Regions from separate parts of the Arachis hypogaea genome. Here region 1 is linked to region 2. The links are chromatin contacts, called in public Hi-C maps. All regions are on one chromosome and are shown on one strand. Each heading gives the region's core, a stretch centred on a gene start, on an enhancer-like site or on the middle of the called end of the contact. The rest is flanking DNA. Distances are from core to core; before and after follow the strand shown. Region 1 holds the start of LOC112776437 (peptidyl-prolyl cis-trans isomerase CYP21-4). Region 2 has its middle 11 kb from the start of LOC112779862.

Region 1 (3,791 bases), core at 890-3,389, 48 kb before region 2:
ATTTATCTTCTACCTCTAACTGTTAAGGTATCGTCTCTCAATTTCTGATATACTCTTAATTGGGTACTCATGCCCAAACCACTATAAGGTGAGATTATACTATAGATATTAGATGCTATACCAATTTTCTTCACTCCACCAAGGGGAATGACAGGAAAAGAAAAGTTTGCAAAAGTCAAACCCCAAACCATTCAACAGCCTTCAAATTATGAATTTCGTAGGAAAAACAAGTACTCACCATAAGTCAATGAATTCATCAACAGCCTCAGGAGAATTATCCTTGTTCAGTTCTACTATTATTGAGCCTTTAGAGGTATCTAAAACCTATAATCACAAAGAAAACGGAGGCCAAGTTATGAGATAACAGTTTCATATGGGAATTTCAATTAACTAAAAAATAGTTCCAAAAAAAAAAAAACAAATAAAAGGAATTACTGCAGCTAGGTGAACAAAACTTACAGCATATCCAGGTATCTCGGATTTCTTCGAGTCTGCATACGAAGTTTCATGCTGCCAACAGGTAGTTTAAATTAGAAACAATGATTCTATCCATAAAAGCAAAAGGTATTAACATTCTCAATGGGAAAACCCAAATACAATAATGTATGCATTCAAATGAAATGAACATACAGTTGGCAAGATTATCAGGTAACAAGCAAATATAAAAGGAATGAAATTCTGAAAACGCCTCCCAATGATGCATTTAAGGATGTACCTCTGAAACTGCCAATTGATTCTGTGATCGAAATCTTGACCTGAATGACAGTAATATTGAATTGTTAGGTAAAAGATGATGCTCATCGTCCCTGAGAAATGACTTATCTAAAATCTTATTACCAAAGCTTATTCCATTTAAACTCGTCTTCTTAAGAAAGAAAATCACTTCAAAATGATTGATGGAAAGTGGAAAGCACCTATTAAACTTCAAAACTGCCTAAGACAGACAGCATAGACTAGAGTGACATCAGAATTAAGCTAAAGGTTCAATCACCAAAAGATATGTAGAGGGTTCAATCACGACATTGGTGAAATGAATCCTCTAGCAACAAAGTAAGATTTTCAGACATCCCACTATCTCATAACAGAAGCATTTAAACATCATCAGTCACAAGACTGATGCAAAACTAGATCTCAACTTCGCTATGTATCAACTTTTAACAAATACATATGACATAGCAGTCCCCACACCACCCTATGAACCTGTCTTCAGAGATAGAAACAGAAATTCTTCTACTAACCTGTTAGACCAATATCTATACGTAGCGAAGAGGAAAAACCCAATCAAGGCAAGAATCAACATGTAAAACACAATAGTGGTGGCACTTATGCGAGAAGGCCCCTTCTTCCTTTTGCTTTGTTGCAGAAGAGCCTGAGGCTTGATCCTTGCCATTTTTAACTTACTCTTCAGTTTTCCAAAGGTGCCTTGAATTTCCAGTTAAGACAATAAAATTAAGGATCAGAAACACAAAATCCAATCAAAATAAATCGAAAACCAGGATGAATATGATTACAACAACAAAGAATCGAAGTCAACTCATTCAACATCTACAGTTAACTTGAACAACAGAACTAAACAGCAATCAAACCAAACTCCATGACTTAAAGTTTGAATATTTTCAACATCTATGAAGTCCTCGAGGTTTAACCTCTTTGCATAACAATAATTTTCCTCTAAATCGAATAGAGATTAAGATCCAACATGCTAATAGACTAACGCAGAGACAGTTGCAACCACTATGATTTGAGCAAAATAAATAAATAAATTATTGAAAAAAGGGAGAAAATACAAAGAAAATAAGCATGAACCTGTTAATTATTAGACCCTAAATATGCCATATCATGGATTTTGGAAAATTACAAGCTTAATTACGAAAAAAAAAATAAGAAATGAAGTAAAATAAATAAAAAAGGAGGAACCTGAGAGAGTGAGGAATAGGGTCAGGCACTGAGGGGATCGAAGAGAAGGAAGGAAAGAAACGACGTCGGATTGAACGTGAGTCTCTGTGTGTGAGTTGGTTGTGCTTCGAATCAAAGATGAAAACGCGAACGGGAGAGAGGAAAACTTTGCTAAGAGACTTGGAAGATTTTCCAGCGTTGTCGTGTTCTTTTTTTATTTTTTTTTTAAATTTATTATATATTACTATTTTTACAACCATAACGTGTTATATATCTTTCTCATTATAATTGAAATCAAATTTTTTTAATATTAAAAAATTCTCTCTACTTCTCTTTTATTTTTTCTATTTCTCTCATTTATTCACTCACTTTATTTCTCTTATATATTATTATCAATAACTAATTAAAAATTTTCCAATCAAAATATACCTAATATAATTTAAATAAAAAATATTATTATTTGTATATTTTTTATTTAATTTTAAAATTTTACTGTTTATCTTTTTAATTTATATTTTTATTTTTTTAAATATTTATTACATATAATTTAAAAAAATACTAATATTGTGATTAAAAATTAAAAATAAAATTCAATTATTTTAAAAAAATAAATTTGAGTTAATTTTATAATTATTAATATAAATTTTTTTATATTAATATATAATTATATTTTTATATATAGAAAAAAAATTATTATTTTTAAATTCTTTCATATAAAAATAATAACTAAAAAATTTATTATTTATTATTTTTTTATTTACAGAAATTCTGATTTTTTAGTCAACGAAAATTTTTGTCCTGTACAATATTTTTATAAAAGTAGTTTAATATTATAAATTTTGTGTCATAATAATCTATAATATTAAAATTGATATAATTTTTAAAAATTTATATTCTCGTAATATTATTATAGATAAAAATACTAGTATAATAATAAAGACATGAGAATTCTAAAGATTAATTTTATTGTATGATAACATGTACTTTCAAAAATCTGTTAAGGTCAAATTGTTTACCTAATTTTTTTAATTATTCTTGGAAAAAATGTAATGTATTCGTTCTTCCAATTTTAGTTATTTTATTTCTAGTAAATTCTTCTTTAGCTTAAAAGTACATAATTTTTTTAATATGATGATAAGATTGATGTAATACCGATAAATAGTGATAAAATTGTGTAATATACTAATGCACAGATACGAGAACTAGTTTTATATTAGGATTATTCTCTACATACAAGTCATTTACACATATAAGTCCATACAAGTCATTTATATTGTATTGTTTAAAAATTTTTTATATATGTGTATTGATAAGTTCTATATAATTCAAAACTCTTCATTTTTTTTCTTGTATTAAAAAGTAGATTTTATTAAATTAGGATTAACTTGTATAAACTTGTATGTCAAAAAGACTTGTATGTGTAGCATGTCTCTTTATATTAATAGAAATTGTTAATTGTGTTTTATTTGTTCCTTTTTATACTGCATGAAATTGTTAAAATTTCTCTGTAAATTCGTATTACACTAACAATTTGCTTTTTGAAAAAAATTATATTTTTGTCCTCTGTAAAATCGTGAGTCATAATTTTTTTTGCAAGATCGATTTTAGTTTCACTTAACTACCCTTGTATTAACGTATCTAATCAAAATAACCCAGTATTAACGTAAATTATACTTCTTTATCCAATATTAAAAAAATTAGTAAATCTTTCTCTTGTCTATATTATATTTAAAAAAACAATAAAAAAAGTTTGAGTACAATTTTTTTTTAATATTTTTTATCGTATTGAATTCATAACTTTTTATTTTAGTAAAATACATTTTTTGATTTGAGATGTTACCTTAGAGAGTGAAGATGATCGGCTTAGAATGCAAACTACTTGAAACTTAAATAAT
Region 2 (3,795 bases), core at 347-2,846:
TTGCCTCATCTCTCCCCTTCATACGTCACCATCACTATCGCTTGCTTACTTTTTATTTTTGCTACTACATTTTTTCAAATGGTGACGACAGATCTGCTTCTGTCTTTGTCGCACCCTTCTTTCTTCACCGTCGTCTTTCTCTTCCTTCTCCCTTTTTGCATCGCCTTTCTTGTCTCAGTCGCCACCTCTTTTTCGTGTCTTGCATCCTTCCATTATTCGCCCTTCCCTTTTGCCTTAACAATCCGATCCGTTCTTTCAAGTTATGTGTTTAGAGGTATCTTTTTTTTATGCATTTGATTAATTCTGTTGTTGTTGCTCATGTTGGTGTTGGTAGTGAGGTATGGTGATTTTAGATCACAGTAACATTTAGAGGTGGAGGCCAGTGATGGGTCATGGTTGATGGCAATTCCGGCAGTTGGGGTTAAGGACGATGGCAGTGACTGTGAACAGTCGTGGTTGTTGGAATAAAATTAAAGTTAGACAATTAGATGGAACTCAGTTTCAGTCAAATTAATGTGAAATTTAGTCAAATTGTTTTTTTTTTTATAATTAGTCAAATTATTTAATAATTTTTAATTATCAATTTTATTTGAATTAAAAAAAATTAAATTATATTTTTTATTATTAAAATTTGTTAAAAAAATTTAAAATATTTTTAAATTTTATTTTAGTTTAATTTTATTTTAAAAATTTTTAATTTATATCAAATATACTCTCATAACTAAATTTTTAAAATAATTAAAATTAATTCAATAATATATGACAATAGTTTAGTGTACTTGTGTTTATAGTTATTTTTATAAAATTATTATTAAATTAATTTTAAATTTTTTTAAAAATTATAAAATATATTTGATATAAATAAAAAATTTTAATAAATTTTAAAGGCAAAATATATTTTACTCAAAAAAACCAACTAACTGAAAAAATTAACAAATAAAAATAAAACAAAAAATTTTTTCAAGCGGTAAAAAAATAAAATTTAATAAATTAAAGAATCGAAAATATTTGAAACAAAAGTTTTATACTATGGTTTTTTTTTTTTGTATTAAGTTTTATACTATAGAAAAGTTATCAGGTATATTGAAAATATTGATGTTTCAATTGTTTTAATCGTTAATTTTAATTAATATATATTATATATATTGTTTATAATTCAGATTAACAGTTAAAATAACTAGAACACTAATATTTTTGATATACCTAAAACTTTTCCTATACTATGTTAAATAATCATTTTCTGACGATAGAATTGGATGGCTACAGTTTAGCTTGAGAAAAAAAAATATTTGGTTTTTTAAAATTATTTTTGGTTAAGACTTAAGTGACAGATAACTATATGAATCCAGAGCAGAGAACAAATAGGAGGATGACAAAAGGTGCATGTGGACAGTGGATTAACTATTACCGGGCCAACGTAAACTCAAAGTCATATGGGCCAACCTGCACCCAACCCAATCCACCTTTATTAGCATGCATCTACCTTTTTAGTTTTTGATGTGATGTGATTCAACATGCATTCATTTATAGTTGCATACATTATCAAATCCATATCAAATTAACTAACTTCGAAAGCAACACTAGAAAATCATGTTAACTTGCTCTATGCTTCATTTGATCTTTTCCTTGCTTACGGTTACCCATGTGATTTATAAGATTAATTTTGATACACTCACAGTTAAAATATTTTACATAGTTATATAATTATATTTATTTTATTAAATGATTATTTATACGATTAATATAAAATATAGTTATTTTTATTAATATAGCATTATGTAATTAAATGCATGTATAAAATTATTTTATATTTATAGTATATCAAAATTAAATTAGTAATTTATACTACCTCAAATTATTTTTTTAAATTCAGTAACAACAATCTAACAACAGACATTAATTAAATACATAATTTATTTAAAGTGGATAGAAAATAGAATAAAAAGCTAGTTAAAACAGTTTTTTTTAGATCAGTTCGTGAATTCTCTTTCTACCACTTAACGACGATGGTGATGATAAACTTGAATGGACCTAGAACAAGAGGAAGTAGTACGATGTGACATCAAAATATTGGGTGATTTGTGATTTTTTCATGTGCAAGTTGAGCAACAGTGATGACGAATTCAACGTTCTGGAAATCAATTTGAGGTTAAAATTACCATCCAAAGTAAAAAATTTTCTTTAGAGAACAACCCGTAAAAAATTATCTATACTCAATTTGATCAACTAGAGATTCTCAGATACTTTAATAATGTACCCAAGATGTAGAAATGACAACAAAACAGTTCTTCACGTCTTAGTGTAATGCGGTCTCGTTATTGAAATTTGGTATTTTTCTTCTTTTGTGAATGTTATAGTATAAAATATAGAATTTATGACAAATAGTAAGTAGAGGCATTGGAAGAGGACAATCTTTTATAACCCTTTTTGTATTTTTGTATGGGGCATTGTGAAAGATAAAAAATTTTGGAAGTATTTAAAGGTGAGAAGTTGCGAAAACAGTAATTATGAAAATAACAAAAAAATTTCACCAAAAAATGACTCAAGTTGTAGAGTATTTATTTTTTTTTTAAATTCTCAATCTCTTCTGTTCGATTTCCTTTTGTTATATTTGGTATTTATTAAAATAAAAAATCTTTTTTTTTGTTTTGTTTCTATAATGGATAATGTATTTTTTTTTACAAAATAATATAATTACAAATCTTTAGAGAAAAAAAATTACCCTTTGTTTTTGTTGTTCTTTTGAATTTAAGGCCTCCATAGATAGACTGATAATGATAGTGCATAATACATGAGAAGGGATACAAGTAAATCTTAAACATTAAGAGGTAACTACCAAATCGGTACCCGAAAGATTCTGGCGCTGACAAAATGGTACCTGACTTTTGTTATTGACAAAATAGTCCCTAAAAGATTTTAAAATTTGACAAGCGTGTCCCCGAGCTCGCCGGAACAAATTTCCGGCAAGCACAATGCTGACATGGCCACCGTATTTTGGTGACCTGGCAAGCCACCTCCCAAACCCTAATTCCTCCTTCCCCAACGCAGACTCCCTTTCCTCTTCCTCCCCATCGCAGCCCACCTCCTACCCAACGCAACCCCCTCCTCCTCCCTCCCATTGCAACCTCCTTTTCTCTTTCTCCCCATCGCAGCCCCCTAACGCACACTCTCCCTTCCCTTTTCCCTTTCCTCTTCCTCCCCGTTGCAGCCCACCCTCTACCCAACGCAACCCCCTCCCCCTCCCTTCCATCGCAACCCCCTTTTCTCTTCCTCCCCATCACAGCCCCCTAACGCACACTCTCCCTTCCCTTTTCCTCTCCATCGCAGCCCCCTTCCCTCTTCCTCTCATCGCAAATCATATAAAGACACATATAGAAAAAGAAGAAAAAAATTCAGTTACAAACCCCTCAAATTTCTTTTCTTTTGATCATACATCCAGATTCACAATGACCAACACATTCACAATAACCGCAAAAAACAGCAGAGGAAGAGAAGGATATCAATTGCTATAATAAGCAAAACCAAGGAAATCACGAAGACAAAATTATAGATGAACATCAAAAGCGTGACCCAGAGGTAAGTGATGAATAAAACGCTTGAAGACTTTGGAGATTGCGAAGACGGTGGAGAAAAAAGAGACATCTTTGTTGGTGTAGAGGGAAGCGACGGTGAAGACGACAGCGGTGATGGAGAGGAGAGAGAAGGCGAAGAGGAAGAGAAGGTAGCAGAACTGGATTGTGAGGAGAAGAGTCCATTCATGGTTAGCCTGGAAAGAGTCCTGATAAGGGTTCTGAA

The links. A called contact is a pair of places that touch in the nucleus more often than the background predicts.
Region 1: a contact with region 2 is called in a Hi-C map of leaf, with 3 times the contacts expected there. The contact joins the promoter of LOC112776437 here to the enhancer-like site in region 2. A contact is called at or near these places in 4 of 8 Hi-C or Micro-C datasets (leaf and an unstated tissue).

The regions. Positions count from the first base shown.
Region 1 is chr19:143,716,311-143,720,101 of arahy.Tifrunner.gnm2.J5K5, reverse strand. LOC112776437 (peptidyl-prolyl cis-trans isomerase CYP21-4) reads right to left here and starts at 2,139. Exons shown (of 8, transcript XM_025820599.3): 1 at 1,918-2,139; 2 at 1,239-1,422; 3 at 716-755; 4 at 460-510; 5 at 239-324. The coding sequence starts at 1,390.
Region 2 is chr19:143,668,137-143,671,931 of arahy.Tifrunner.gnm2.J5K5, reverse strand. No RefSeq gene overlaps it. Among protein-coding and RNA genes, the nearest start is that of LOC112779862, 11 kb to the right of the region's middle. Within about 2 kb of position 1,596, at least 1 of the 3 cell types and tissues checked has open chromatin away from gene starts, as enhancers often do.